4 separate regions of the Mus musculus genome follow, and all the other regions are linked to region 2. The links are chromatin contacts, called in public HiChIP or PLAC-seq and promoter capture Hi-C maps. All regions are on one chromosome and are shown on one strand. Each heading gives the region's core, a stretch centred on a gene start, on an enhancer-like site or on the middle of the called end of the contact. The rest is flanking DNA. Distances are from core to core; before and after follow the strand shown.

The links. HiChIP or PLAC-seq counts read pairs in DNA pulled down with a chosen protein or histone mark. Capture Hi-C pulls out chosen DNA fragments and counts their contacts.
Region 1: an H3K4me3 HiChIP or PLAC-seq map of pro-B cells shows a contact between it and region 2, with 4 times the contacts expected there. The contact joins two enhancer-like sites. A contact is called at or near these places in 7 of 484 Hi-C or Micro-C datasets (bone marrow-derived macrophages, brown adipocytes, cardiomyocytes and 3 more), 15 of 115 datasets of contacts at active chromatin or transcription factors (bone marrow-derived macrophages, cardiomyocytes, craniofacial prominence and 11 more) and 1 of 9 other capture datasets (liver).
Region 3: a promoter capture Hi-C map of liver shows a contact between it and region 2. The contact joins two enhancer-like sites. A contact is called at or near these places in 1 of 39 promoter capture datasets (the SN4741 cell line), 7 of 484 Hi-C or Micro-C datasets (the HL-1 cell line, the HPC-7 cell line, beige adipocytes and 3 more), 8 of 115 datasets of contacts at active chromatin or transcription factors (DN3 thymocytes, acute myeloid leukemia, bone marrow-derived macrophages and 5 more) and 3 of 9 other capture datasets (adipose tissue, embryonic stem cells and liver).
Region 4: a RAD21 HiChIP or PLAC-seq map of pro-B cells shows a contact between it and region 2, with 4 times the contacts expected there. The contact joins two enhancer-like sites. A contact is called at or near these places in 1 of 15 datasets of contacts at CTCF or cohesin (pro-B cells), 13 of 484 Hi-C or Micro-C datasets (the P5424 cell line, Th1 cells, bone marrow-derived dendritic cells and 10 more), 9 of 115 datasets of contacts at active chromatin or transcription factors (CD8 T cells, DN3 thymocytes, the SCID.adh cell line and 6 more) and 1 of 9 other capture datasets (embryonic stem cells).

The regions. Positions count from the first base shown.
Region 1 is chr13:37,618,886-37,625,586 of GRCm38.p6, reverse strand. Gm40915 (a long non-coding RNA gene) reads left to right here. Exons shown (of 4, transcript XR_873251.2): 3 at 2,569-2,738. Among named protein-coding and RNA genes, the nearest start is that of Gm40915, 5.3 kb to the left of the region's middle. Within about 2 kb of position 5,211, at least 179 of the 459 cell types and tissues checked have an H3K27ac peak or open chromatin away from gene starts, as enhancers often do. A contact at or near this core is called in pro-B cells, where this site is marked.
Region 2 is chr13:37,826,069-37,832,437 of GRCm38.p6, reverse strand. It overlaps a transcript of Rreb1 not described here. Among named protein-coding and RNA genes, the nearest start is that of Gm46411, 30 kb to the right of the region's middle. Within about 2 kb of position 1,472, at least 56 of the 459 cell types and tissues checked have an H3K27ac peak or open chromatin away from gene starts, as enhancers often do. A contact at or near this core is called in pro-B cells, where this site is marked.
Region 3 is chr13:37,589,934-37,597,058 of GRCm38.p6, reverse strand. No RefSeq gene overlaps it. Among named protein-coding and RNA genes, the nearest start is that of Gm47754, 12 kb to the right of the region's middle. Within about 2 kb of position 1,723, at least 51 of the 459 cell types and tissues checked have an H3K27ac peak or open chromatin away from gene starts, as enhancers often do.
Region 4 is chr13:37,690,148-37,696,869 of GRCm38.p6, reverse strand. No RefSeq gene overlaps it. Among named protein-coding and RNA genes, the nearest start is that of AI463229, 26 kb to the right of the region's middle. Within about 2 kb of position 4,634, at least 38 of the 459 cell types and tissues checked have an H3K27ac peak or open chromatin away from gene starts, as enhancers often do. A contact at or near this core is called in pro-B cells, where this site is marked.

The DNA of each region.
Region 1 (6,701 bases), core at 3,962-6,461, 210 kb after region 2:
TCCGCCTCCCTGTTGGGCAGGTGCTCTTGGCGCTGGAAGATCATCTTGGGCCACATTTTATTGGAAAGGAGGGAACCTCAAATAAACTGTGGGAACCACAAAATCAGTCTAAATTAGCTGAGCAAGAAAGGCAAGAAAAGCACTTCTTTTGACTTTAATGGGGAAAAAAGTGAAGGAAAAAACAAAACAAAACAAAAAAAGTCCAAATGGTAAAACCCGAGGGTGAAGATTTGCCTCTTATTCATTGTGTGGGATCCTCATGAGGGACACAAGGGGTCTAGCTCAAACACCTCATTATGACTACTTACGAGTCATCGAGGAGGCTGGCACTTGTGACAATCTGGGCTCATGGTCCACTTGGTCAGCACTCCTGGTACCAGCATCAGGATTGGATTCTGGGACTCTTGGGCTCTGCATCTGTTCCCAGAGCTTACCAGTCCTCACTGACAGCAGCTCAGATCCACTGACCATTCACTCGACCTTGCCCACTGTCCTGCAAACCTAAAAAGCCTCTGCCCTGGAGCCATTTGCTTTTGCCTACTTCTTTGACCATGGACAGGTTGTATCCCTTTGTATCCCTGCTTTTAATTCCTTTGTGTGAGCATTGTGTCTAAGCTCTGCCCCACAGTTACCTAGCAACAGCCAGGTGTGCCTGACTCATTATAAAAGGGGCTGCTTGCCCCCTCCTTGCTCTCTTGCTCTCTTGCTAATGCCTTCCCTTCTCCCCTCCTCTCTTCATGTGATCATGGCTGGCCTCTACTCCTCTACTTCTCTATTCTCTCCCTCTCTCTGCCTTTCTCTTCCTCTTGACTCCTCTTCCCATGCCCTGAATAAACTCTATTCTGTATGATACTGTAGTTGTCTTCATCGTGTGGCTGGACCCATGCTGAGGCATTCCTTCCCTCCCCTCCACCACTCACCACAGCCCCATAGAACATACCCCCCTCCCTTATCTCTTTATAAACACATCACTTTGGACATATACCCAAAAGTGGAATTAATGGGTTATGCGCTTCTTTTTTTTTATTTCATTCACTTTTGATGTTTTATGTATGTGGATGTTTTGACTGCATACGTATCTATGTGCCACATGTGTGTCATGCTCTCAGTAGTCATGAGATGGGGTGGGATTGCTTGGAACTGGAGTTAGAGACAGTTGCGAGCCACTAAGTAGGTGCCAGGAATTGAACTTTGGTCTCCTTCAAGAGCAGCAGCTCTTCCCTGCTGAGCCATCTCTCTCTGTTGAACTTTTGGAAGACACTCCGTACTGTTTTGCACAGGGTCTGCACCATTTAGATTCCCGTTAATGGTACAGAGATTTGAATTTTCAGGGACTCTTGACACAAATACGGTGAATCTTCCTTTCTTCCTTCTGTCGCTCACCACTTTCCTCCCTTTCTCCCTTTCTTTTTCTGCTCTCTGTCTCTCTGTCCCTCTTTGTCTCCCTGTCTCCATCCCCTCCTCCACTCCTCTCTTTTCACAAGGTCAGTTGGCCCAGGCTAGCCTTCAACTCATAGCCGAGGCTGACCCTGAACTCCTAACCCTCTTGCCTCCACCTTTCAAGTGTTGGGATCAAGGCCTGTGCCACCAGGCTCAGCTCCTCCCATCGTGATGGGAGTTAAACATTTATTAACCCTTTACTTGATAATCTTACAATGTGTTTAACATGTGGTGGGAGCATTCCACTGTACATGAGAAGTGTGCCAGGCAGCCTCAGTTTCCTTCTGCGTCCATCGCAGTCCCTTCTCTCCTTCTGCAGGCAACAGCGACTCCAATGCTTCTTCCTAAGGCAGCCCCTACACAGATATGTTTATGTGCCCTCTCTTACATCCAGGAGCAGGCATTTGGAGTCGCTTCTCGCTCCTCGCTCAGGTCTGTCTGCTTTGGGGTCTGCTATGATCTGAAAAGACTCCATGGTGTGTTCTCGCTGCAGTGAGCTATTCTGCCATGATGGGCTGAAACTCTGAGCCCAAGTCCATCTTCCCTACCAAGTTTCAGTCAGTTATTGTCACAGCAATGTCACCACAATTAATACAGCCAAAAAGAGAGAGTTTCAGCGTTCAGGGGATATCTGGATTCAGAATTGCAGGTAAGAGATTAGATCTGCAATATTTAGCCCGTGCCAGGCCCTGGGTGGGCATCCTTTTACACCTTTGTTTATTTAGCTTCAGAATATAAAAATATGGGGCTAGAAAGACGGCTCAGTGTCTCTTTTTCCAAAGGACCCGAGTTCAATTCTCAGCACTCACATGGCAGCTCACAATGGTCTGTAACTTCAGTTCCACCCTCACACCAATGAACATAAAATAACGCTAAGTAAACTATTAAAAATATATAAATATACTCTAGCTGTGCAGAAGTTGGTTAAGTTGTTTAGACTTTGGGTTTGGCTAATTTGTGTGTGTGTGTGTGTGTGTGTGTGTGTGTGTGTGTTTTGCAACTTTTTGTTTCAAAATAAATAAAAGAGTAACAATGTTTAAAACAAATAAAAGTACTTTAAAAGTTTTCTTTTTGTTACTAGTTTTTATGTGTTTATGTAAGTGTGTATTTGTATGTGTATGTGTTCAGGTACCCTTGGAACCCAAGAAAAGGAGTGAGATTCCCTAGAGCTGGTGTTACAAGCACTCTGAGTCACCTGGCATCAATACTGGGAACAGAGCTAGGGTTCCCTAGAAGAGCCACAAATACTTCTAACCACGGAGCCATCTCTCCAGTCACCTGACAGAAGTCAGCACATGGTAAGACAGACTAACAAATGTGCTAGTCTGGGTCTCTCTTCCTCTTCCTTAAGAGCCACACATACCATCCTAGGATTCCTACTCCCACCTGCCCTAACAGCCTCCTGGAGTCCCCACCTCTGCACCATGAGCGTGTGAAACTGGAGGTTAACTTTCCAGTCTATGATGCTTGAAGGACTACATTCAACCCTAGTATGTCTGAGTCCCACACAATAGAAAGGAAGTGTTTGACTGGTGAGTCAATATGACCGGGTAGATGACCCAGACATGACATTTTGTTAAGGACCTGTAGCTGTCCTAGGAGTGGAGAGGCTGCCAACCACGAAGAGCCTTGAAGTCCAAGGCTTTAACACCCCAGGGCGGCTCCACCCACATTGTCCGTGTTAGTTGATGGCATGAATTAGCTGGTGGTTTGTTACATTTAATTAGAAAGTAGATGCTAGAAACTGGTCTCTCTGTCTCTCTCTCTCTCTCTGTGTGTGTGTTTCTGTGTGTATATTTCTCTGTGTGCATCTCTGTGTGTATATCTCTGTGTGTCTATGTGTGTGCATCTCTCTATATGTGTTGATTTCTGTGTGTCTCTCTGTAGTGTCTGTGTATCTATCTATGTATGTGTGTGTGATTATCTCTCTCTGTGTGTGTCTGTGAATGTCTGTATCTCTATGTGTGGTTATCTGTGTATGTCTGCGTGTATTTTTATGTGTGTATCTATCTGTGTGTGCATGTGTGGTGTATGTGTGTCTATCAGTGTGGTGTGTGTGTCTGTGTGTATATGTATCTATCTCTCTGTCTCTGTGGTGTGTGTATATCTGTGAATGTCTGATCATTCCTACACCTTGAATGTTGTCCTGTCCAGGGGATAATAATCTTTCTCTAGTGTGCACTGCCTCAAGAGGACACTGTGGCTATGCTAAACTCTAAGCCTAACCAGGCTTCAAGTAGAAAAAGAAGTCTTGAGCCTGTCTCTCTCTCTTCATGTGACAGTGAGGAGAGCTGGCTCTGTCTGGCTCTGTGAGTGATTTTTTGGCTTGAGGCCACCATAGTTATATCTGCCCTGGTCCAGGGTCTCCTTCAGGTAGCTGCTATCTGCTATCTCTAGTCATCATGGTTCAGGTTTATCATCCTGTTTTATGTGATGGAAGAGGGAGTGTGAGAGGACCTAACAAGAGGATGGGCCTGTGTAGCCCAAGGAAGAGAACTGTTTGTGACCTGGTATGCCATCAAAGCATGGCTGGCTCATAAAGTCTAAGTCTGAGTGACTCAAGCTTATTGCCTATTATATTTAGATGCCCAGAATGGTACCCTGTCACTCCTGTCCTCACACAGCAGCTGCGTGCTGGCCTTGGGCTACGTCTTTCTCATGTAGTGTCCTGGCTGACTTAGCAGGAGTATGCTGGCTAGAGTACTTTCACAAAGCGTGCCCACCGTGCACTATCTGCAAAGTATCAGCCTGCACTGTCAAAAGATCACACTTTGATGCTCTGAGGTCAGCCTGGTGACTTTGAAACCGTCCCATCCAATACCACTCCAGCTTTGCTGATGGTCAAACCGGTTCCCATCACCCATCACCATCTTTTTTTGTTTTTTGGTTTTTTTTTGGTTTTTCGAGACAGGGTTTCTCTGTATAGCCCTGGCTGTCCTGGAACTAACTTTGTAGACCAGGCTGGCCTGGAACTCAGAAATCCGCCTGCCTCTGCCTCCCAAGTGCTGGGATTAAAGGCGTGCGCCACCACGCCCGGCTCACCCATCACCATGTTGACCATTCTGGAAGTTTCTATGTACGAACAGGAAACATATAATCCAGGTGGAAGAGAGGGAGGGGCCACAGTTCCAGGAGCTCAGTTTTCTTCCTGTTTCCTGATTTTGGATGAGTTACCAAAAGCCAGTGGAAGGCATCTGCAACTCTTTTTAATGATATAGAAACCAGGCTAGGCCCTGCCACCTCTATAGCACATGGTGACCTACTGTGGTCAAATGTGGAATATTGCAGAAAGAGCTCAGGGCTTGGTCCATCTAGTCCCAAACCAGTGCAGACTCAGCAGAAGCGAGTAGGAGATTAGAACTGGAGTGACCTGGGTTTGCTGGCGGCGGGGTGGGGGTAGGGAGAGGAAAGGGTAAATTTTCGAATTTTCTAAGATGCTGGGTCAGCTCCCAGCCTATCTGGGATGTAGCCTGCAGAGAAGGCTGGGTGATGAAGGAGGCCATCTGGCTGTCAGGCTAGTATAGACATGGGGTGACCTTGGGTCTGTCTGCTTGTCAGCCTGGAGGAAAAGGAGGGGGAAGAGGAGGAGGAAGAGGAAGAAGAGGGGAAGGCCAAAGAGCCATTGGCCAATGAGGGCTATGTGTGTGAAAAGGGACTTTGGGGTTGGATTTGTCTGTCACGAAGGCAGGGCTCCCTTTGTTCTGTGCTGTGCAGATCCAAGGTGAGCAGCCAGCCGGCCTCACTCCTCCTGTGGGTGTATTTTAAGCTCTCAGAGCGCTGGTACTCTGTACCCTTGTGGACTTACTGTCTGCGTGGGAGCCTGGGCTCCTCTTGCTTCCCCACAAGGCAAGGTCACTCCAGGCTGGTGGTTTGTGCAATCCTGAAGTTTGACTGTGGGACAAAAGTCACAAGTCCTCTAGTAGCTCTCATGATACCTGCTCTGAAAAGTCCCTAGCTGGTGGAGACTGGTGCCATCCTGTCCAGTCCTCAGCTGTCAGCTCAGTGTGGGGGGGGACACACACAGGACTGTCTGTCATCCGGCCAGGCTGTGGCCACAGCTGTGGTACTGGAGGGCTCCTGAGGTGGGAACCTGTACAGGGTGGCACAAAGCACGAAGCATCGGCTCAGACCTCCTGGCAGGAGCCTGTGAGTCTCTCTGCTCACTTGCATAACACTTCCTGTGTGTGTTTCCTCAGTCTCAGCAACGGTCAGGTCAGCAAGTGACCTTTAAAACCACTGAGAAGCCGCCACTTTCGGAGGCCAGGCTGTCACAGAGCCACCCCTTCCTGCCACCCTTCTTCCTGCTAGGGCAGCTGCACACTAGAGGGCCGATGAAAGAAAAAAACAAAACAAAACAAAACAAAACAAAACAAAACAAAACAAAACAAAACAAAACTTAAAGTTTTAGGCCAAACATGGTGATCCTAACCTGAAATCCTGGCATCAGGGGACAGGGAGGAAGAGAAGGAGGAGGAGGAGAAGAAGGAGGAGGAGGAGGAAGAGGAGGAGGAGGAAGAGGAAGAGGAGGAAGAGGAAGAGGAAGAGGGGGAAGAAGAGGAGGAGGAAGAGGAGGAGGAGGAAGAGGAGGAGGCATTTGAAGCCAGCCTAGGCCACAGAGGAAGCTGTCTTTAAAAAAAGCAGTATTTGTGTGTGTGTGTATGTGTGTGTGTGTGTGTGCACGTGCGTGTGTGTGTGTGTTGTGTGTGTATGTGTTGTGTGAGTATGTGAATGAGCGAATGTATGTTGTATGTATATGTGAGTGTGCATGAGTGAGTGTATGTTGTGTGTGTGTGACACTCTCTATCCATTCATCCATCAGCAGGTACCTAGGCTGACTGCATCTATAGTTCAGCTCCCTTGAATTGTGCATTTGTGTGATTGCACACGTGAAAGTCAGAGGACAACCCCAGGTGTCCTGTCACACCTACACCTCAAGAGTTGCTTACCTTGATTTTTTTGTTTTTGTTTTAGGTTTTGTTGTTGTTGTGTTTATTTGTTTTTGTGTTTTAACACGGGGTCTTGCTATGGAGCTTTGGCTGGCTTGGAACTTGCTGTATGAAGCAGGCTGGTCTAGAATTCAGAGATCTGCCTGCAGGTGCTTCCCAAGTGCTGGGGTTACAGGCGTAAACCAGTATGCCTGGCTGCTTCCCTTGTGTTTAGATATAAGCTCTTCCCTGGATCCAGGGTCTCCCTGACTCTACTGATCAGAATGGCCGGCCAGTGAGCTGCAGGCTACACCCCTCTCCTTGTGCAATGCACTG
Region 2 (6,369 bases), core at 223-2,722:
ATTTTTTTTTCTACCTTGGCTCCTGGATTTCTGAGACTGAATGGATAATCAAGTCTCCATTGCATGGGGGTGGAGGAGGCTGCCCTGACCACTATAGGAAGTGTAATGGCATCTCTTGTCCCTCTTGCTTAAAGGCTATAACGACCATCCCTTTGAAAAGTAAACCCTGAGCTTGGCTCCTGTCTTCCTCCTCAAGCCCATCCCCAAGTGAACCCCATTAAGAGGGATCTGCTTGTCCTGCCTGTCTGCTCCCCACACTGGAAGCAAAAGGTGCAGTCCCCACCCCACCCCCACTGAGAGAGAAACTTGTAGGTAAATTCAGCTAAAGGTAAAGGAACCAAGTTCTGGAAAGGAAATCTGGAGTGGATACCCGCAAGGCTTCCTGAACTCAAAATATACCACTCTCTTCCATTTATAGGTTTTTGACTTTCTGGAACATTCATTTTATCCTTCCCTACAATGCTTCCCTACAATGGGAGGTAGGAGAGGCGTGCGTGGATAACCGAATCCCCATCGGTAGCAGCAGCGGCAGCAGCGCAGCCAATGGGCTTTGTGCTTGTTTACTTCCCTCCTGCCTCCAAATTCAAGCGGAGAATTACTTCCAAAAGGGCCTGACCTTATTTTAAAGCACCACCACAGAAAGAGACACCCACGGTAAATATTAAATGCTAAGTCCTCAAAGCCAAACTTCCTCCAACCAGCATCAGCTTTCAGTGCTGGCCTGAAGTTAGGAATCAGGGGTCAGGATGGACCTCGCTGTAAATCCCTGTTGTTCTGAATGTAAACTTTAGAAGTTTTGCTAACAGTCTTCACAATCAGAGGCTGACACTTAGCCTAAAAAGCTAAGGGGGTGGGGGGGGGGAGAGGGTGTAAAAGCAACTCAACTACCTATCAACTGCTTTTGTAACAATCCTTCCCCAGTCTTGAAAAAGGGGGCGGGGGGTAAAAGGATGAAATACCAAGCAAGCTCAGGGGAAAAACAAATAGAGCATTTAAAAGCTTTATCTAATTACCCCCACGGAGACTTTTTCTCTTTCAGTCTGGCTGTCTGACAAAACCAGTGGGGGATTTCATTCTCCCTCTCCAGGTGAGCTGGTGAGTCCCTCTCCTCAAGGAGCCTGCAGGTGACTCGCCACAGAAGCAGCCAGTCCCTAGGCCCTGGCCTTCACAGAGGTTTTCAAATGCTCTCAGCACTAGTGGCCTGATTCACACAGAACAAACAGTCTCCGCCCTCCCACTGCTTTGTCTGAGGCACCTATTCACAAGCAGTCACCTTTACTGATGGGCAGACAGACTGGGTAGCCTGCAGCCTGCAGGCTCCTCGAACCAGGGATGCTAGCTCACAGCTCCCTGGACCCTCCTCCCTCCCCTCCTCCCTCCCCCTCTTCTTCAGCTGCCAACAAGCAGGGTGAAATCTCCAGGCATGCTCAGCTGCCCTTCAGACCTTGTTGGGCACCCAAGGGACGTGACAAGAGAGACCTTGAGAAAAGCTGGGCTGATGACACAGCCCAAGGAGACTAACTGCTAACTAGGGAAGGCTCCTCCCCATCTTCCTCATTCTTCTACCTCTGCAGTAAAGAAAACACCAGCAGCCAGGTTTCCCTTCCTTGGTCCGCTTGCCATGTGGGAGTGGGGGAAGTTAAAAGTAAATGATGCATTTCAGAAAGCACATCTTATACTTCCCTCCGGGTTCAGACGGTACACCTTTTACCTCGGATCTACCCCCACCCCCTACCCCTCACCCCTGGGCATGGAAACCACTCTCTGACCCCTGCATGCATTTCAAAGAGGTACTTGATTGCTCCCACCCTAGAAGCACAATCTAAATCTAAAAAAATTGAGGGGGTGGGGGGAAGAGAGAGAAAACCTATCAATCTTTTAATTACACTTGAATATAAAAATATGACTCAAGGAGGCCTGCTTGATAGGTCAGGAAAACACGCATAACCTTGAGGCAGGGAAGCTGCTGGCTTTGCAGCGGGCCTGCCACCCAACAGAAGGGAGGGTTTCCAGCCACCAGCTTGCATCTTTCATCATGAAAAACTTCAAAAACCTTGAAACACTAAGACAATACACAAGTCATAATACTTTTGCCTTCTAACATCTGTTCAGTCCTTCCAAATATATTCTAAACCTAGAGTACTTAAAAAAAAGATTATCTATGAGCTGGGTTGAACAGACAGAGCCAGGGAAGTAGGGTAACATGGACCAGGAACAGCCACATCCACAATCTAATCTAGGAGGAAAGAAAGCCATTGTCCTCTCATCAGGAGGGACTATATTGTAGTTACTATTGATACTATATTGCACTTCTATCTTTTGAATGCAAACGTTTAATAAAAATACAATGGCAAAACATCACTTTGTGGATTATGTAGAATTTCCAAAATAAACATAAAAATCCTTTATTAATGCAAAAGCAGGTGAAGTTATACGTGAATAACAAAAGGGAAGTTCTACCTCTTCACAGACAAGAAAGTCACCCCAGACAAGCTGCCATTTGACACCACAGCAAGGAGTCAAGAGAATACTGAGAGAATACTGAACTTCAATTAAAGACACTTACAAAAGGAAGATTATTTGAATATAATAACAAAAACAAAGACCAACTTTAACATACTACCTTCCTAGATCAAAGAACATGGAAGATTCAGAAATTAATTAAACCTAGTAGGTAATGTAAAACAGGGAAGGACTCCCTTTCAAAAAAGCTTCAGTTAATTTTAGCATCCTTCTGTTTAGCTGCTTAGCAACCCTTATCCTATGACCTTCTAAGCACCACCTACTTTTCAGAAGGATAATGAATAAAAACATCAAAAGAACCCACTTCTAGCTGCTTCTAGAGAGCCTGTTTAACCAATTTCTGTAAAAGTTTATATTAACTATGTCACGCAAAACCCTAAGAGGATAGAATTTTTTTTTCAACTTCATTAACCAGGAAATTTACTTAGCTGAAGCTGTTAAGAGATGTTAGAGTGGGCACACAATAGAAAGACAGACTTCCAAACTGACCTAGGAAGTGAACCAATACAGCAGCAGGTTAAAACAGAAAAGTGAAACAAACAAACAAACAAACAAACAAAAAGCAACCCAGAAGCTGTTTGCTAACAGCTGCTACCTAGTGCCTGACTTAGGGGCAGAAAAGCAATAAACAGCTGTTGATCAGATGAGGACTAACACACTGCATTCCCCTCCCCTTCCTACCTGTACTGGATGCAAATAATCTCTCTCAGATGGTTCTGTCTGAAGAAATCTAAAATAAAGGCCCCTTCCATCAAAAGGTCACTTGCTTGATGATGTAAATGGTTAGGAATGAATGCACCACCTGTAACCAGCTGAGTCAGGCAAACGTTCCCCATCACGTCCACGGCAAGGGTTATGCTGTCTGAGTTTCTGATGAGGAATAATGCGGTATCCAGGGAAACGGCCGAGAATAATATTCCATGTACCACTGAGCATCAACAGCATTTCTTAAGTGAGTAAAGCATTTCTTAAAAAACAAAACATGCTGAAAAGACAGCCAGCCATCTTACCGTAAAAGTATGTTGTAAGATGGAGACAGTGCAACTTAACCCAAAAATAAATGGAGAACGGGAAAATAATTAAATCAAAGTACCCCTCTCTCCCTTTCTTTTGTAAAAATTGGGGAGGGTTTTTTTTTCACACATTTAAAACTTGATTAGAGCCATTCAAATGTTTAATTCACTGTAACCAAATACATCAAAGGAAGACCCATCAGTAGGTACCCCAATGGGCAGAGGTAAAAACAAACAAACAGCAACTCTAAACCTCTAAAACGAGTCCACCCTTGCACGTGTTTTAAGAGTATACTGAACTCTTTCCGAAGAAACTATGGATTCTTTTAGGGCTTACGTACAGAATTTTCTTAAGAGTTTTAACCAAGACCTTAGCCTCCAACTCAGACTTCCGGGTTAAATTACAAACTATACCTGCCTGCTCATGAAAGCATCAAACCTAGAGGATGTTAAAAGCCATCAACACATTCTTTTCATGGCTGTTCTCATTTCTCCACCTTCCACTCCAATTATCTATTGCACAACAACTCGCACGCAGACACAGACCACCATATTATCTGAAAAAGGAATCTCACAACCAAGGGATGCACAAGCAACAAGTGAGCCTTTGCAGAATCATTTGCAAGAATACTTTGCCAACTCCCAACATCTTTATTTAACCAACTTTCTTCCCATAGGCTTTCACAAGGATATGCTTAGCTCTAACTCGAAAACGAGACCCAGTGTTGAGCAGTCTAACAATGGAAACCTGAGGGTAAGGTTTTCGACACCCCGACAAAAGTTGCTTTTTATTCACCCTGTATCGGTCTCCGCCACCACCACCACTACCAGCATCCCCCAAAGAAGAAAATCTCCTCCGAAATGCCCCGAATGAGTGCTGCTGCTGGCTCTGAAGCCGTGTAGAATTTCGTAATGGAATGTGAACTGCTCGTCCGGATCTGGGCTCACGTTCTATCTCTTAACCAGTAAGGAACGAGGGAGGGCAAATCTGCTGAGCAAGGAAAAATAACTTTCCTCCTCTTTTATAACCCATCACGGATGCACCGCGGACGAGGGCAGCTAGCAACACGCGGCGCCTGTCAAGCGGTCGAGCCCGAGCCCAGTGGGGTCCCCACGCCCCTAGACCTCGGCCGGCTGCCCGCAGGCACCGTAGCCGCGCCCCGCACTCACCCCGGGCCAGAGAGCGGGTCACATCCTCGATGCGACCCTAGCCCTGTACAGAAAACACACCGCCTCCCAGGGAGGGGGCCGGCGACGGGAAGGACCTCCCCTGCTCCTTAGCAACCATTAAGGTCGCAGTTTCCTAAGAGACCGCGAACGGGGAGGGGGCGCGGGGAGCTGGGCCTGATGGGGGGGCCCGTGCCTCTCGAAGTCGTCGGTGCCCCCTCCCCGGGGGACACCGGCTTCCCCCAACCCCCTCTTTCGGCTGGGCAGGCCGGGGTGTGAGGAAAAAGCGAAGCCTCAGAACTCCAGAAAAATTGGTCCAGCGGGTGGCGGACAAAAGTTTCCGAGCGCGCTCCACAGCTGGGCGGTGGGGCGGGCGCCGGCCCCGCCTCGGATGCTCCCGGCCTCCTTCCTGTGCTCGTGACGGCGCCGGGCGCGAGCCCCCCCTCCGCGATGCAGGCTCGCCCCACGTCGGGGGCTCCCCCAAAGCTCGTACCCAGCCAGCCTCGGAGTCACCAACAATACGCGTCGGCGCGGCCCGGGTCGCCGCCTCCCCTCCTTCCCAGCGACGGTGGTCGCTCACAGCCCCGCCGCCAGCCGGGAACTCGCAGAGGGCTCGGGGCTGCCTGCCGCCCCTCCCGGTCGGCGCCGTCCGCCCGGGAGGATCAAAGTCCGCAGAGCAGGGCGCGGCGGATGCTCCCACCGAGCAGCCCCGAACGCACGGCCCCCGCGCCTGCACCCCGGGTGGGCACCCCCGGATACCTTGCGGCGGCGGGCTGGCTCCGTCATCTCCGTGCTTCCCGACCCGAGAGGGACTAGAAAGTATGTAGGAGAAAAGTTTCCCCTCCCACATGGGGGGGAGGATGTCGGGGGAGAGAGGGCGGAAGATGGAGAGCAGCGCTGGGAAGATGTTTCTGGCCCGCGGTGCGCGCACCATCCGAGTCCCGGCAGGGCTGGTTAAAAATAAACTCGGCGGCGCGGGTCGGGCCGGATTCCTGCGCTCGGACGGCTAATATGGATGCGCATCAGGTCCTGCTGGCGGGGCGCTGCGGCGGCTCGCGCTGGGAGCTGGTTGGCAGAGCCGGCAGCTCGGGAAGGGGAAAGGAGCGGAGGAAGGGGAGGAGGAGGAGGAGGAGCGGCCGGGCGCGCAGCCCGAGGGGAGAGGGCTGCCCAGCTCATCCCGGCTCCCCTACCCCACAGCCCCAACCGAGCGCATGCTGCCAGGGTGCGCGGGTCCTTTCTGCCAAACGCCGAGTTTCAGAAGTACACCGCGCTCTGCACACTTCACCCTCCCCATCCCCAAAAAGTTCTTTAAAAGGTCGCTCCGGCAATGCCCCGGGCATCTCGCAACCACCGGAGTGCCGCAAGCGGGGGACCCGGGACGCGTACTTACGGCCCGGCAGGGTGCTGGGCTCCCAGGCATGATGCGGTGAGGACCGGTGGGCTTCGGGGAGAGAACGAGGAGAGATGCAAACTTGTTCCGGAAAAGGAATCAAAATGGCGTTTCTGGATGTGCAAAGTTCATCAACTCCGCAGTCACTTCCCCTCCTCCTCTTCTCCCATAGGGAGGGAGGTGGGCGAGGAGCTGGCGACCCCGTTGCCCTAGCCGTCTTCCCGGCCCCCGCCTCGGCCCCCCGCCCCGCTTCCTCACCCGCACACTCGGAGACTC
Region 3 (7,125 bases), core at 474-2,973, 240 kb after region 2:
TTCTGGACTTTACAATCACTGGTACTCATGCTCACAGCTCCACACATAGACACAGACACAGATGCAAACAAAACATGCATACACACACACACACACACACACACAGAGAGAGAGAGAGAGAGAGAGAGAGAGAATCTAATAATAAATCTATTTTAAAAAAAGAAACTGGAAACTGCTCACTAATAACTTTTAAACATTCACTGTATGTTCAAATGACGATGTTTATGTTATGTTGGGTAAATAAAATATGTTTCTAAAATTGATTTCATCTGTTACTTTTTACTTTTAATGTGGCTACCAGCAAATTTAAAATCACAAGCATATGTGACTCGTACAGTTAGCCTTCTAACCTGTGGGCATCGAGAGATTCCACCACCTACTGATAAAAAAGATGCAGGGAAACAAAGTTGTCTGTTCGGAACACACCCAGACTTTTTGTGTGTGTCTTTATTCCCTCAACACAACAGGGCAGCAATTGTCTTTACATCACGTTCACTATCAAAAGGCATATTGGGATGATTTGAAGTTTAGAGGAGGCTGTATATATCTTATATGCAAATACCACTTCGTTTTATACTGTAAAACGTGGCCATAAGAGTTAGTTCATAGAAACAATTCCTTTCAGGTGTGAAGGCTGGCTGTGTTGGCTTTCCATTGGGCTAAACTGAATATGGGCATACAGTCCCATCAGCTTCTTGTGGAAAATTAAAATACACCAACTTTTTACATATTCAATGTGAACACGGCTACTCTAGCTGAGGACATTTTAAATGGTTTCTCAGTTTATAGATTTTTGGGTTTTTGTGGTTGATGTTATTGTTTGATTGTTTTTCTTGTAGTTTGGTTGTTTTTTTGGAAATGCTAGAATTTCTTTTGTCTCAGCAGGTGCCTATTTTATTTTATTTTATTTTATTTTATTTTATTTTATGGCCAAGATCTCGCTATGTAGCCCGAGTTGGCCAAAACCTCATAATCTTCCCACCTCAGCCCTCCAGGTCCTGGCTGCAAATTGTCCCCACCATGCCAGCCTCTAAAAGCAGAAGTTTAACTGGGACCCATCTGCATGGGAACTGAAGAGGGAGGCTGTAGGGTTGTAGGTCAGATATCTCTAGAGAAGAAAGATCCTGTCTTAACTCCCTTCTGCCACTTAAAGGACGAGCAGAGAAAAAGAGAAAAACCTTCTGTAAAGTGCAATGTCCTGAGACTGGTCTCTAAGGTCTGAGAAACCAAGTGCAAATGAATGTATTTTAATCCAGATTTCATTTTCTGAAAACTATGGCCCCTAAGATCCTAAGGGTCAGGAGCTCATGGAAGTTTAGAAAGGATGCTTAGAAAAGCTGTCCATGGGCCCCAAAGGCCGCTATGTCTCTGCACAGGCTGAACTGGAACTCAAAGGACAGCCTAACCTTTCCAGGAGCCCAAAGTGAGAGAGTCTTTGCTCCCTATGCAAGGGTAAGGCACTTAGTGACCAGGATACGGTGCACAGGTTGGAAGGATCCCTAAGCTCTGAGAGAGGGTACCTCCTACAGGGAAACAGCTCCGTCCCCCGTGGTTCGTTTTGCTAGACAGCAAATTATTTAAGCACATTCAACAGTCTTTGTGATCCGCTGTGACATCTGCCACAAGGAGACTCTAAAACTGAGGAAGTCAGCAGTTGGGACGGAAACTGCGGGTCAAGCTTTAACTCTGTGTGACATTCTTTCAGGGACTTTCTTCCCAGAAGAGCTTGAGTTAGGATCCTCCCCGGGGCTTCCCTCTGGTAAGGGTGTTAAGTCAAACTGCTGCTCTGCCTCTGCTGTAACTGTGGTCATCCAAAGGTAACTCACCCTACTTCTTTTGTTGTTTATAACATTTCACAGGGAGAGTTCTCAGCCCCGTTTCTCTCAGTTCTGACACCACAGTGCAACCCCCAAGCCCTGCTTTATTGTGGATCTTGTTTATTATACTTCAATAATAATGATGATGAAAATTTAGGCAAATTAGCCACTACTTTTTAATTAAATTTTTATTAGTGCTTTGAGATTTTTGAGTTTCATAACAATGTGTTTTGATCATAGTCATTCCCCTGTCCCACCGTCCTTTGCTATCTACTCAGTTTTGTGTCCTTAAAAAAAAAGGACAAGCCATAAGGACCAATTTGTGCTGCCCGAGATATTCTTGAAATATGATCTTCCACTGGGGTGTGGCTGACTTACCAAGATCTATGCTCTTAGAGACAACCATCTCTCCTCCTCCCAGTGGATAACAATTACCAGTGGCTTCGTGGCTTGGGGTGGGTTGGATGCCCAGTTCCCATCTCTGTACTAGGATTTGGTCTGGCTTGGGCTTGCATGGGTTTTGTGTGTACAGTCACAACCAGCACTGTGAGTGCATTTGTGCAGCTGTCTGCTGTGTCCAGAAGGTTCTTAACACACACGTACACACACACACACACACACACACACACACACACACTCATATATTTCCTTTACAACTAAACATTCTGCACTTTCATATTCTGTGCACTCTAGTTAGGTGTGAGTCATTGTATTAATTATCATCTATTGCAAATAGAAGTTTCTCAGATGAGGGTTGATCTATGGGATAAGTCAATGGGATTCAATTTAGTACTGTGCCCACTTAGCAGCATGATTGCAGTAGTTCTCCCTTAGGGCCTATGACCCGTCTAAGCACCATTCTTGGCCTAATAATGGTGTCAGGTAAGGGCTTCATCTTGTGGAGTGGGACTCAAATCCAACCAGGAAGTAGTTGTTTACTCCAGTGGTGTGTGTGCCACAACTCCGCCAGCAGTCATGTCTCGCTGGGCCAATCGTTAATGCAGTTGCCACTTATCTTGGGCAGAGCAGCACGGAGAGTGTTGGGTTATTGTGTGGGAGAAGAGGAGACATGATAGAGGTTTTTTTGTTCATTTGTTTCGGGAAAGATTTTATACTAAAGCGCAGAGACTTTAGATAAATGAAGGTAGTAAGACTGTTGCTGTTATGATCTTGAATGCCTCGCGGCTTCAGAAGGATGACACCAGGCCAAACAGTTCTACATGAGGTTTATTGGGAGAAAGAGGGGCAAGGTGGTGGCGGAAAGAGAAGGGGGGAGAGGGGGGGGGGGAGAAAGAGAGAGAGAGAGAGAAAAAGAGAGAGAGCGAGCAATCGGGGGCCTTTCTTTATATATGAGTGATGATGTAACACAGGTAAAGGTGGGAGGTGAGCCAAGTGGATTCTGGGAATATGGTGGCTGTTGTCTTGGCATCAGGCCTGCAGGCCCTGATTACGTGACATCACTGGTTTTGGAGGTCCTGATACCAACGGTTACACTCCTTTATGTTGTGATAGGTTTTTGTTGTTGTTGTTTTTTTAAATAATAAGTTGGTAAACAACAGAATTTAAGGCAACGAAGACAAAGACATCCAAGGGCAAAGTATCAGAAGATTCGATCATGGTGATGGCTTATTCCTCATAGATGGCTGTTTCTATGTGTTCTTAATCGGGGAGAGACAGACAGGCTCCTCAATTCTATTTATTTATTGTTTATGAATTTTGAGGGGCTTTAAAAGAGAAAATAAACACAAACAGAGCCTCTTGTAGTCCAGGCTGACTTCAACCTTACCCGATGGCCAAAGACAATCTTTAACTTCTGGTCCTTCAGCCTCTATCTCCTAGTGCTGGGATTACATGTTTACATCATTATATCCTGTGGTGTGTGTGTGTGTGTGTGTGTGTCCCCATCCTTTGAGACAGAATGTAGCCCAGCTGCCATCTAACACTTGATCTTGTTGCCTTCATTTCCTATGTGCTGGGGTCATAGGTATTTGCTACCATGTCTTTCAGACTCCTATTTAAAACTTAAAAATGAAATTATGTATGTGTGCACACACACACATGCACATACGTTTTGGCATTCTCAGAGGCTGAATCCAGGGTTACCCTCAAGCTGGACATGTGTGTTACCTGGCCCTTTAATTTTTTTTCTAAGATTATTATTGGTCCGCAGACGTTCAAGGGCCCTGTGATCCTACTGGATCTAGTTATGGCTGCAGGCGCCTCCTTTGCTGCTGAATATTTGGGTGCTCAGCTGTGCTAGGAAGTCCTTGATTCTTCCACTAGCTGTCACTGATAACGGACCAGAATCAGACCTTGCCAATTCATCCCCTTGAAAATTCTCTTTATAGTTCAGGCAGTAGAGTCAGGTTGTTAGGCCAAGGATCACTCTTAAGTTATATTCTTTAAGCGAGTTTTTCAGTCTTCCTAAGTCTTGTTCTAAACAGACACACACTCACAATCCAGAGCTGCGTGAGGATTAAAGAGAGATTATTCCACACAACTCCCTTAGCCTGGGGCTGGGCATTCTATAAATCATGGCTAAATTTATCTTTTTTTTTTTTTCTCCTGAAAACCTCTTGTGGTTTTTTCTATGGAATAGTATTCCTGAAGGGTGATCCTGGAGGGCTCTGCTTCCCTGGGAGCTGATGAGAAACATGGATTCTCCAGATCTCAGACTTACACAGCTAGACTCTTGGGCTGAAATCCACAAAGGTGTGCTCCAGGCTCTCTAGGCATCCCTGTGCAAGGAAACAGCCCAGGCTCCTGATCCCAGTTCCCTCCCATCTCCAAGATCTGCAGGCACACACCTAGCCCTCTCTTCCTGCTGCCCCACCTCATTCCTGGGACCAGTTTCTCTGAGGTGTGGGAAAAGACTGAGGTAGATTCTGAGCAAGGGCTGTTGACTCAGTACTTCCGGATGGATAGTCCCAGGGTGTGGAGGGTAGCGGGGCCCATCCCTGTCTACAGCACAGCCAACAGAAAAAGGAACTGAACGGAATCTCTGAGTATGCTTAAAGGGAGCCAAAGAGAATGTTCTGCAGGCATCTGGTTAGAGACAAGGGGGCAAGCCTGAGTCCCGAATAAAGACGGGACGTCTCATCTCTCGGGATGTCAGTTCAGTGGCCAGAGTGCTCCACCAGATTGCCCCTTTCTGTCCCTTAACAGCTCTCTGCAAGTCCCAGCTGTAGTACCTGGCTTCCTCCAGGGCTCTGCCGGGAAAAGACACCTTCCACATCAATCCTCCTGATCACCATCCATTTTAGTCACAGCTAAAGGAGCTATGTCTTTGCCTTGCGTGGGAGCCATGAGCACCCTGGGTCAGGACTATATTCCTCTGTCCATTCACTGTTTACCAAGTACCCACTGTAGGTCGCCACTTTGCTTAGGGGCTGGGGACAGAGGCTCACAGGCAGACAGGACAGCAGCCAGCAGCTTCTGCTCCAGGTCCATGTCACTCTGATGATGGACTTACCAGTGACTTCCTTACTTTTGTTCTCCCTTCTCCTGATCTGTTTCTTAGAGATTTCCCCCAGAGAGCAGTTAGAGTCATAGCTACTCTCTGCTCAGATTTCCCTGCTGTGTGGCTTGTTTAGAATAGAATCAGCATCCCTTTCATGACATGCAAGCCCCTTGCCCCACACTGTGTGCATTCCAAGGGTCCCTGTTGCTCTGACCTATTCTTCTCTTTATCCCACAAATCCATTCCCACTGGAGTCTTCCTTGTGGTGCTCGGCCTAGCTCCCCAAGAACACCCAGACCCATCTAACTCTCTTCCCACATTCCGTTCACTTTAGTTGTGTTTAGTCTTAGTAGCATTTATCGTTTTCTAAAATTATATATTAACATATAGTATATATAATAAATATAATAAGTAACATATTTATTATATGTATATTTGAGTTGCAAATGCTTTTGTGGACTTGTTTCTAAGCTTTAGGACAGGGACCTGATTGGCTCCTTCACTCCTGATCATCTAGACTAGGACTCCCATGTGAAACTCAAGGATTTGTTGAATGATGACTGGACACACAATAGACTCTCGTGAGAGTCTGGTTCTGTGATCAAATCTTTCTTCTCTTGCTCCTAAATAAGGATGGAAGCTTCTGAAATGTCTGATACTCCACAGATGTGAATCTCAGCCCCAATGATCCCTTAAGATCTCAGTGGCTGAGTTCTAGTGATGCTCGCCAGGTGTCAGGGAAGTCCTTCAGTGTATCAGGGAAGAGTTCAGTTATAAATTTCTCTAAGGCAATTTGCTATTGAGTTTAGCCTGAGAATAGTAAATATTCACAGGTAATTTTCCTTCAGTTCAGATACTATTTTAAGGGAATTTACAGGATCCGTTAAAACCCTCAGAGTGCACAGAACAGAGTCATTTTAGGTCTTCAGAAAGTGGTTTCCATAGAGCAGAACGTCGGAAGAAAGCAAGAGTTTGGGTAGGGAAGCTTTTTAGAACAACCTTCATAATCCTAAAATTGTAGTTCAAATACAAAATTTCCCACCCCACCCCTCATTTCTCTAGAGTGTTGAGACAGAGTTTCACTGTGTCCTGGGCTGGCATTGATCTGCCTCAGTCTCCACATGTTGGGATTACAGACATTGGCTTAACGGGAGACTTCTCAAAGAGTTCTGGGTTCATAGGCACCTGCCCCTTGTCTAACTCTCCTTGAGGGGGTCTGCAGAGAGAAGAAGAGGGAGATCTGCAGAGAGAAGAGGGGCCTCAGCCTGAAAGCGGAGCAGAACTTACGACTTGGATTGGTCTTGCCTTTTTCAGGTCTTCCTCTTCCTTCCTATTATTCTTCTTTACCCAGGCCATAGAAGTTAAAAAAACAAACAAACAAACAAACAAACAAACAAAACTCAATTGCTGCTGCTCTGTGGTCTTGTAGGAAAGTACTGATCTGTGTGTGATTTGCACATTTTAAGCCTGACAGAAATTCGCTTAAATAACCAGACAGGGGCGTGGTGGCGCACACCTTTAATCCCAGCACTCAGGAGGCAGAGGCAGGCGGATTTCTGAGTTCGAGGCTAGCCTGGTCTACAGAGTGAGTTCCAGGACAGCCAGGGCTACACAGAGAAACCCTGTCTCGAAAAACAACAACAACCAAAATAGCCAGATATCCCTTGGGCCCATGGGGCTGGGACCTGACGTCTCGTTTCTGGCCTTGGTGTCTGCTCTTAAGAGGACACTTGGGTGAAAGTGGCAGAGGTGAGCATTTCCACTCTGATGGGGGCCTGCTAGCTCTCTGATGAACCTGACTGGTTTTTGTAAGAAATAGAGATATGGAACTGAAGGAGATGGAGAGCC
Region 4 (6,722 bases), core at 3,385-5,884, 140 kb after region 2:
CTCAGATTGTATTTTCAGCTGCAGTTTGTTTGTTTGTTTGTTTGTTTGTTTATTTATTTATTGGTTCTTCGAGACAGGGTTTCTCTGTATAGCCCTGGCTGTCCTGGAACTCACTTTGTAGACCAGGCTGGCCTTGAACTCAGAAATCCGCCTGCTTCTGCCTCCCGAGTGCTGGCATTAAAGGCATGCGCCATCACGCCCAGCAGCTGCAGGGTTTTGAAACTGGAACTACAAAAGGAACAGAGTCAGTCCCAAATGAAAGCTGAAGTTGGTACAGACACAGCATTAGACTCATGCATATCAAAGAAAATAAAATCGACCATATGATGGAAATCTTAAAAAAATGTGCAAAAATATGTGAGGGTTGCGAAAAACTCACTGAGTAGATACGAAAACATTAAGCAGTTGTGAGTGATCTCTGATGTTAGTGATAATGTCAATATGCAAAAATATTTTACGGTATGTTTGGTAAGCTGTGCTGTGAATAGTAATCTACACATTGGAGAGATTTTTAAAGTAGATTTTAAAAGTAAGTCTACTTTAAAAATAACTAACAAAGGAAACATTCTAAATCGCAGGGCTAGAGTGTGTCTTCACGGGTTCTCCTACTGAGGCCAAGTCACTGTATTCTGATACACACCCTTTGTCCTTAGTTTGCACTGCTCACATGGGGTGGAGGGTATTTCTTAGGCTCGTAGTGATGTGTGACTTGTCTGTCTTCCCTGCCAGACTCTGATGATTTAGGAATCTCTTTTGAGCACATTTTTGCCTTTTGTGTGGAAGGCAGAAACATAGCAGACGGATTGACATAGATGACGGTCAAGTGGGCATTGGCATTCTATACACTTGTGGGATGGAATGTTGTCTCAGATCATATGGAACAGGGCATTCAAGTATTACAGATGGGCTTTGAACCTCTGCTCACTGCTCACTTTTCCATCTGGGGTTCTAGACAGGCTACTTGGACATCTTAGTTAGGTTTTTGTTGCTGTGATGGAACACCATGATCAAAGCAACTTGGGGGTGGGGGAAGGGTTCATTTGCATTATGCTTCCACATCATGGTTTGTCCATAAAGGAAGCCATGACAGGACCTCAAACAGGGCAGGAACTTGGGGGCAGGAACTAATACTATAGAAGCCATGGAGCGCTGCAGCCTACTGGCTTGCTTCTCATGGCTTGCTCAGCCTGCTTTCTTATAGAACCCAGGACCATCAGCCCAGGGATAGCAGCACCCACAATGGACCACCCCCAACCCCCTCTCCATCAATCACTAATTAAGAAAATGCCCTCAGCTGGATCTTATGGAGGCATTTTCTCAATTGAGATTCCCTCTTTTCAGATAACTCTAGCTTGTGTCAGGTTGATATAAAACTAGCCAGCACATTGACTTTCTAAACTTTGGTCCTTTCCTCTATTAAAAGAAAGTCACCATATCATTTTACCCCTCTGATCATATTCAATGCTATTAAGCAATTGCTAGATGCTAAGTTTTGTTTGAAGTCCTTTGCTTATGTGCACATATCCATCTCAAAATTAAAAGTAAGAAAACTATTTTTTTCTTTTTTTTTCGTATTTCTTTCCTCTTCTTAAGAAAACTATTTTTAAAAAGAATTTGTAAGAGGTTGGGCTGTAGTGCAGAGGGAGAACAGATGCTTAGCATACATGAAGTCCTGGGTTCAGTTTAAGCACTGAAGAAAAAAAAAGATGGACATTGAGTGACCACACCATCCTTGATGGCTGAGGACATGCTGTCTTGTATACAGAAGTGGATTCAGAGATTTGAAATGATGCAAGCAGGATAGTAGAAACTAGAAGGTATCCCTCAACGTATTTTGTTTAGAGGCCTGCAAATCTAATAATAATATTGTGTAAGAGTTGATAATTTAAGCAAATCCTAAGAACAGGCCTATAATCCCAGCTCATTGGTAGTTGAGATAGGAATGTCTCAAGTTCAAGGCTAGCCTGGGCAATTGAGGGAGACCCTGCCTTGAAACAAAGATCTAAAAAAAAAGGTGTAGGGCTTAAGGCCAGTGTTCTTGAGTAGCCTGTGTGACGCCCCAGGCCCCAGCATTGAGAAACACAACAACTATGAAGACGACAACAACGATGACAACCACCACCAGTATGGACTTTGGCAGATGTAGCCAGTATCTGTCCTCATTAAATGCTCATAAAGCCAAATGCAGAAAATTATAAATTCTGGGGGGCAATTAAAAATACTCACAAGTGTCAATTGCAGTTTGCCCCTGCATGCTCAGTGGGCCTCTGCGGAAGCGCAGTGAGGGACCCAGTAGAGAGCGAAGCCCCCTTCCTCAACCTCCACCTCTTTTGAACTCTGCCCTATGCAACGGCAGGTTACAGGGCGCTCTCGTTTGTTTGTTTGTTTTTGTTTTTTGAGACAGGGTTTCTCTGTGTAGTCCTGGCTGTCCTGGAACTCACTCTGTAGACCAGGCTGGCCTCGAACTCAGCAATCTGCCTGTCTCTGCCTCCCAAGTACTGGAATTACAGGCATGCGCCACCACTGCCCGGCTCAGGGCGCTGTCTGTATCTGTTGTCTCTGAGGACTCAACCAACTGTGATTCATACTATTTGAAAACAAATCCAAAAGCCCAAAGGATCTATTTGTATCTGTATGAAACATACATAGGATACTTTTAGTGTGTCTATCCCCTAAGCGATACAGTACAGCTTCTGGACACACATTGAATGAGGTGTTCTAAGCTCTCCAGCGGTGACTAAAAGTGTGTGGAACATCCTGGGCAAATACAATGTCATTTTATATAAGACACTTGAGCATCGTGGAATTTTTATCTACAAGAGGGGCCTGGAATGCATCCCTCATGGACACCCTGGGAGGAAGATATTCCCATCATTTGAAGTCAGAATTTAAAAGCTTTAGAAATGTGCTTGAGTTTAAGTTTCTATAATTAAGTACCAGGCAGAGCTAGGATTTAAACGTCTACTGTCTAGAGTTTCCCACTACTGTATGCTGCCTTATGCCTTTTCACGACCTGGAACTTAAAAGAGAGTTGGGTTTATCTTCAACTTTACCACTGACCTTCTCAATCACCCATGACCATGAGTGCTCAGTCCTGTCCAGTCTCTTCTGCTTTTTTTTTTTTTTTTTTTTTTTAATTATCTGAAGGATGCTCTTCTGCAGTTGGCCAGTTTCTCAGACTACAGGGAGAGGGCTCAAAAGATAGGTAACTCAGGGTCTTCCCTAGGTCTGCGGGTTCAAGGCTAACTTTAACACAGACTGTGCTTAATGACCTGAAAATGGCTGTAAGTAATATTTGTGGATGTATCTTTGACCACAGGCTGAAGTGATATGAACCTAAGTTGATAGAGAAGGAAATTGAACTTCTGGATACTAAAGTTCGGGAGGGAACTAGTTGAAGAATTGAGCGTGCTTGCTTCTGTTTGTTTTACCGCTGAGAAGTTTGGCGTGTGAGGCAAGCCTGAACCGGCTTATCAATGGTGTTCCCTCGTGCTTGGCTTTCCTTACATGCAGTGACATTCCAAGACATGGCGACTGCGGTGAGGCTTAGGGAAACAACATGGGTGCAGTAACCAGCACCCGTATGGAGGTTCATAACTTCCTGTCATTTCAACTCTAGGGGGATGAGATGCCTGCTTCTGGCCTCTCTGTGAACTTAGCATCACATGGTGCATGTGCACACACACACACACACACACACACACACGCACGCACGCACGCACGCACGCACGCATGCACACATAAAACAAACCTTCAAAATGCGGTCTTGACTGATGACTTTTTTTTTTTTTTTTTTTTTTTTTTATTGTATAAGGTGAATTGACCATCATAGCCATTCTGAGGTGTTGTAGAATCAGGGACACTTAGGTTGTTGACCACCACCACGTCCTTTCAGAAGTTTGTCATTGTCAAACTGAAACTCACTCCAATCAACACTAGTTTCTCTCTCCCCTTCCCCCATGCCCTGGCCACCTCACTCTGCTTTCTGTCTGTATGGATCTGACTACTCTTGGTCGGTACCCCACATAAGTGACACAGTCGTGGTCTTTTGGGGACTGGCTTGCTTCATTCAGTCAGCATCATCGAGAGTTGAGCACACATTGGATATGCCTTTTTCCAAAATAAAATAGTGCTTCATTGCATGTGCTTTGAACCCCTCCATCTGTCAGAATGGATGTGAGTAGCTTCCACCTACTGGCTGCCTCTTGTGTATGATGTTGCCATGAACACAGATGTGTGTGTATCCTCTCAGATCCCTACTTTCCGTCTTCCCTTCTCACGTACGTGTTCTTTGTCACCATAAACACTGAGAGTTCATACTCTTCTTTCTTTGCAGAACAGCATTTTAGGATCCTCTTTTTTTTTTTTTTTGTCCTAGAGATAAGATGTACAAACAGCCAAGTGTGTCTGGGACCATGTTGCTGGCAATAAGTGTGTGCAGAAATCAACTTTGCTTTGTGTTTTCAATTGTGTTTTTAAATCACGACAGTATTTGCGACTCCATCTAGGCGCATTGAGCAGTTGGTCTTTCTGGCCAACAAACAGGTGGTTTCTTCTTGGAGGCTGTGCAGAAGGCCGTGGCCCATGACTCTGCAGTGGGGGCTCCTGCCAGCTCCTCTGTGGCTTCATAATGCTCTGCACATGTTCCCTTGAGCTGACACCTGCCCACCCCATCAGCCCCTGTCATTTCCTTCCCTGTGTTTCAGATTGAGCTTTCAAAGCCCGGAGCAGCTGCTTAGCCAAGAAGTCATTTAGAAAATGGAAATAAACCACCCAGTACCTCAAGAAAGCTCCTTCTCTGAATCACATCAAAAAAAAAAAAAATGTCTTTACTCACATCTTGTTCATGATGCCCAGGAGGCCAAGGAACCATTCTACCCAAGGGTAGGTTTTGTGGGGACCTGCCTGGCAGTTCAGTTTTGTGGGGAGCCAACACACTCAGTTTGGTGGGGGTGGTCCTGTCTGCTTCATCCTGAAAAGTTCATTCTGGGTCTTGGGAGCCCTCAGACCCATTACCCTCACCCCCCACCCCCACTCCACCCTGTTAGAGCTCTCCTTTGCTAAGATCTTTCCTGTCCATAATCTCCTCCCTCAGAGATCTCTCCTCAAGAAGTTCCCCCTCAGAGATATCCTCCCTCCTCAGAGATATCCTCCCTCCTCAGAGATATACCTTCCTCAGGTCTTCTCCCTCAGTGATCTCCTCCCTCAGAGATCTCTAGAGGTCGCCCTTAGAGATCTCCTCACTCCTCAGAGATTTCCTCCCCTGTCAGAGATCTCCTCCTTCCTCAGATATCTCCCCCTTAGAGATCTCCTCCCCTGAGCCATCTCTTCCCCCTCAGAGATCTCCTCTCCCTCAGAGGTCTCCCCGACATAGAACGTCCCCTCAGAGAGTTCTTCCTCAGGCGACAGTCTCTATTAAAGGGTTGTTTCTTTGTGTGAGTCTCAAATTTGTCTTCAGTTTAAATCAAACAAATTAATAATGGAATGGATGGGATGAATTTTGATCTCTCAGTCTCTCTTTCTTAAGGAGCATTGATGAGCCCCTTACTAGTACATGATTAGCCAAGTGTGTGGAGGGCTCCTGGTAGGATTCTCTAGGAAGGGAAGGGAGGTATCATGGGTATAACATGTGGGTTAGAGCAGTGGCGAGAGGGTGCAGCGACACCATTCTGGGTCGCTTGCTCAGACCATCTACCCTACAGCCCAGGGGAGGCTTTTATTGCCTCCCCTCCCTACAGGGCAACAGTCCCAAGCCTCACTTCTCAGTTGTGCTGCTGTTTGGAATCATGGGTATAAAAGGATTGCAGCCTTCTCTCTCTATCTGGTACACAGTTCTCTCCACCTTTTATACACCTCTGAAAAACTTGAGTATTGGGAGAGATGGCTTAGTAGTTGAGAGTACTAGCTGCTCCTCCAGAGGACCCAGCTTCAATTCCCATCACCCAAATGGCAGATCACAACTCTCTGTAACACCTGCTGTAGCACCTCTGTAACACACCTGAAGGACATCTGACACCCTCAAAAAGACATGTATGCAGATACCCCCTTGCCCCCCAAATAACAAAAACCATGAGTAGCCAGGTGTATGGCCTTATCTCAGAACTTGGGAACTTGAGGCAGAGGCAGAGGCAGAGGCAGAGGCAGAGGCAGAGGCAGAGGCAGAGGCAGAGGCAGAGGCAGAGGAGGCAGAGGAGGCAGAGGAGGCAGAGGAGGCAGAGGAGGCAGAGGAGGCAGAGGAGGCAGAGGCAGAGGAGGCAGAGGCAGAGGAGGCAGAGGAGGCAGAGGCAGAGGCAGAGGCAGAGGAGGCAGAGGAGGCAGAGGAGGCAGAGGAGGCAGAGGAGGCAGAGGAGGCAGAGGCAGAGGCAGAGGAGGCATAGGCAGAGGAGGCATAGGCAGAGGAGGCATAGGCAGAGGAGGCAGAGGAGGCAGAGGAGGCAGAGGAGGCAGAGGCAGAGGCAGAGGAGGCAGAGGAGGCAGAGGAGGCAGAGGAGGCAGAGGCAGAGGCAGAGGAGGCAGAGGAGGCAGAGGAGGCAGAGGAGGCAGAGGCAGAGGAGGCAGAGGAGGCAGAGGCAGAGGAGGCAGAAGCAGAGGAGGCAGAGGAGGCAGAGGAGGCAGAGGAGGCAGAGGCAGAGGAGGCAGAGGAGGCAGAGGCAGAGGAGGCAGAGGAGGCAGAGGCAGAGGCAGAGGCAGAGGCAGAGGCAGAGGCAGAGGCAGAGGCAGAG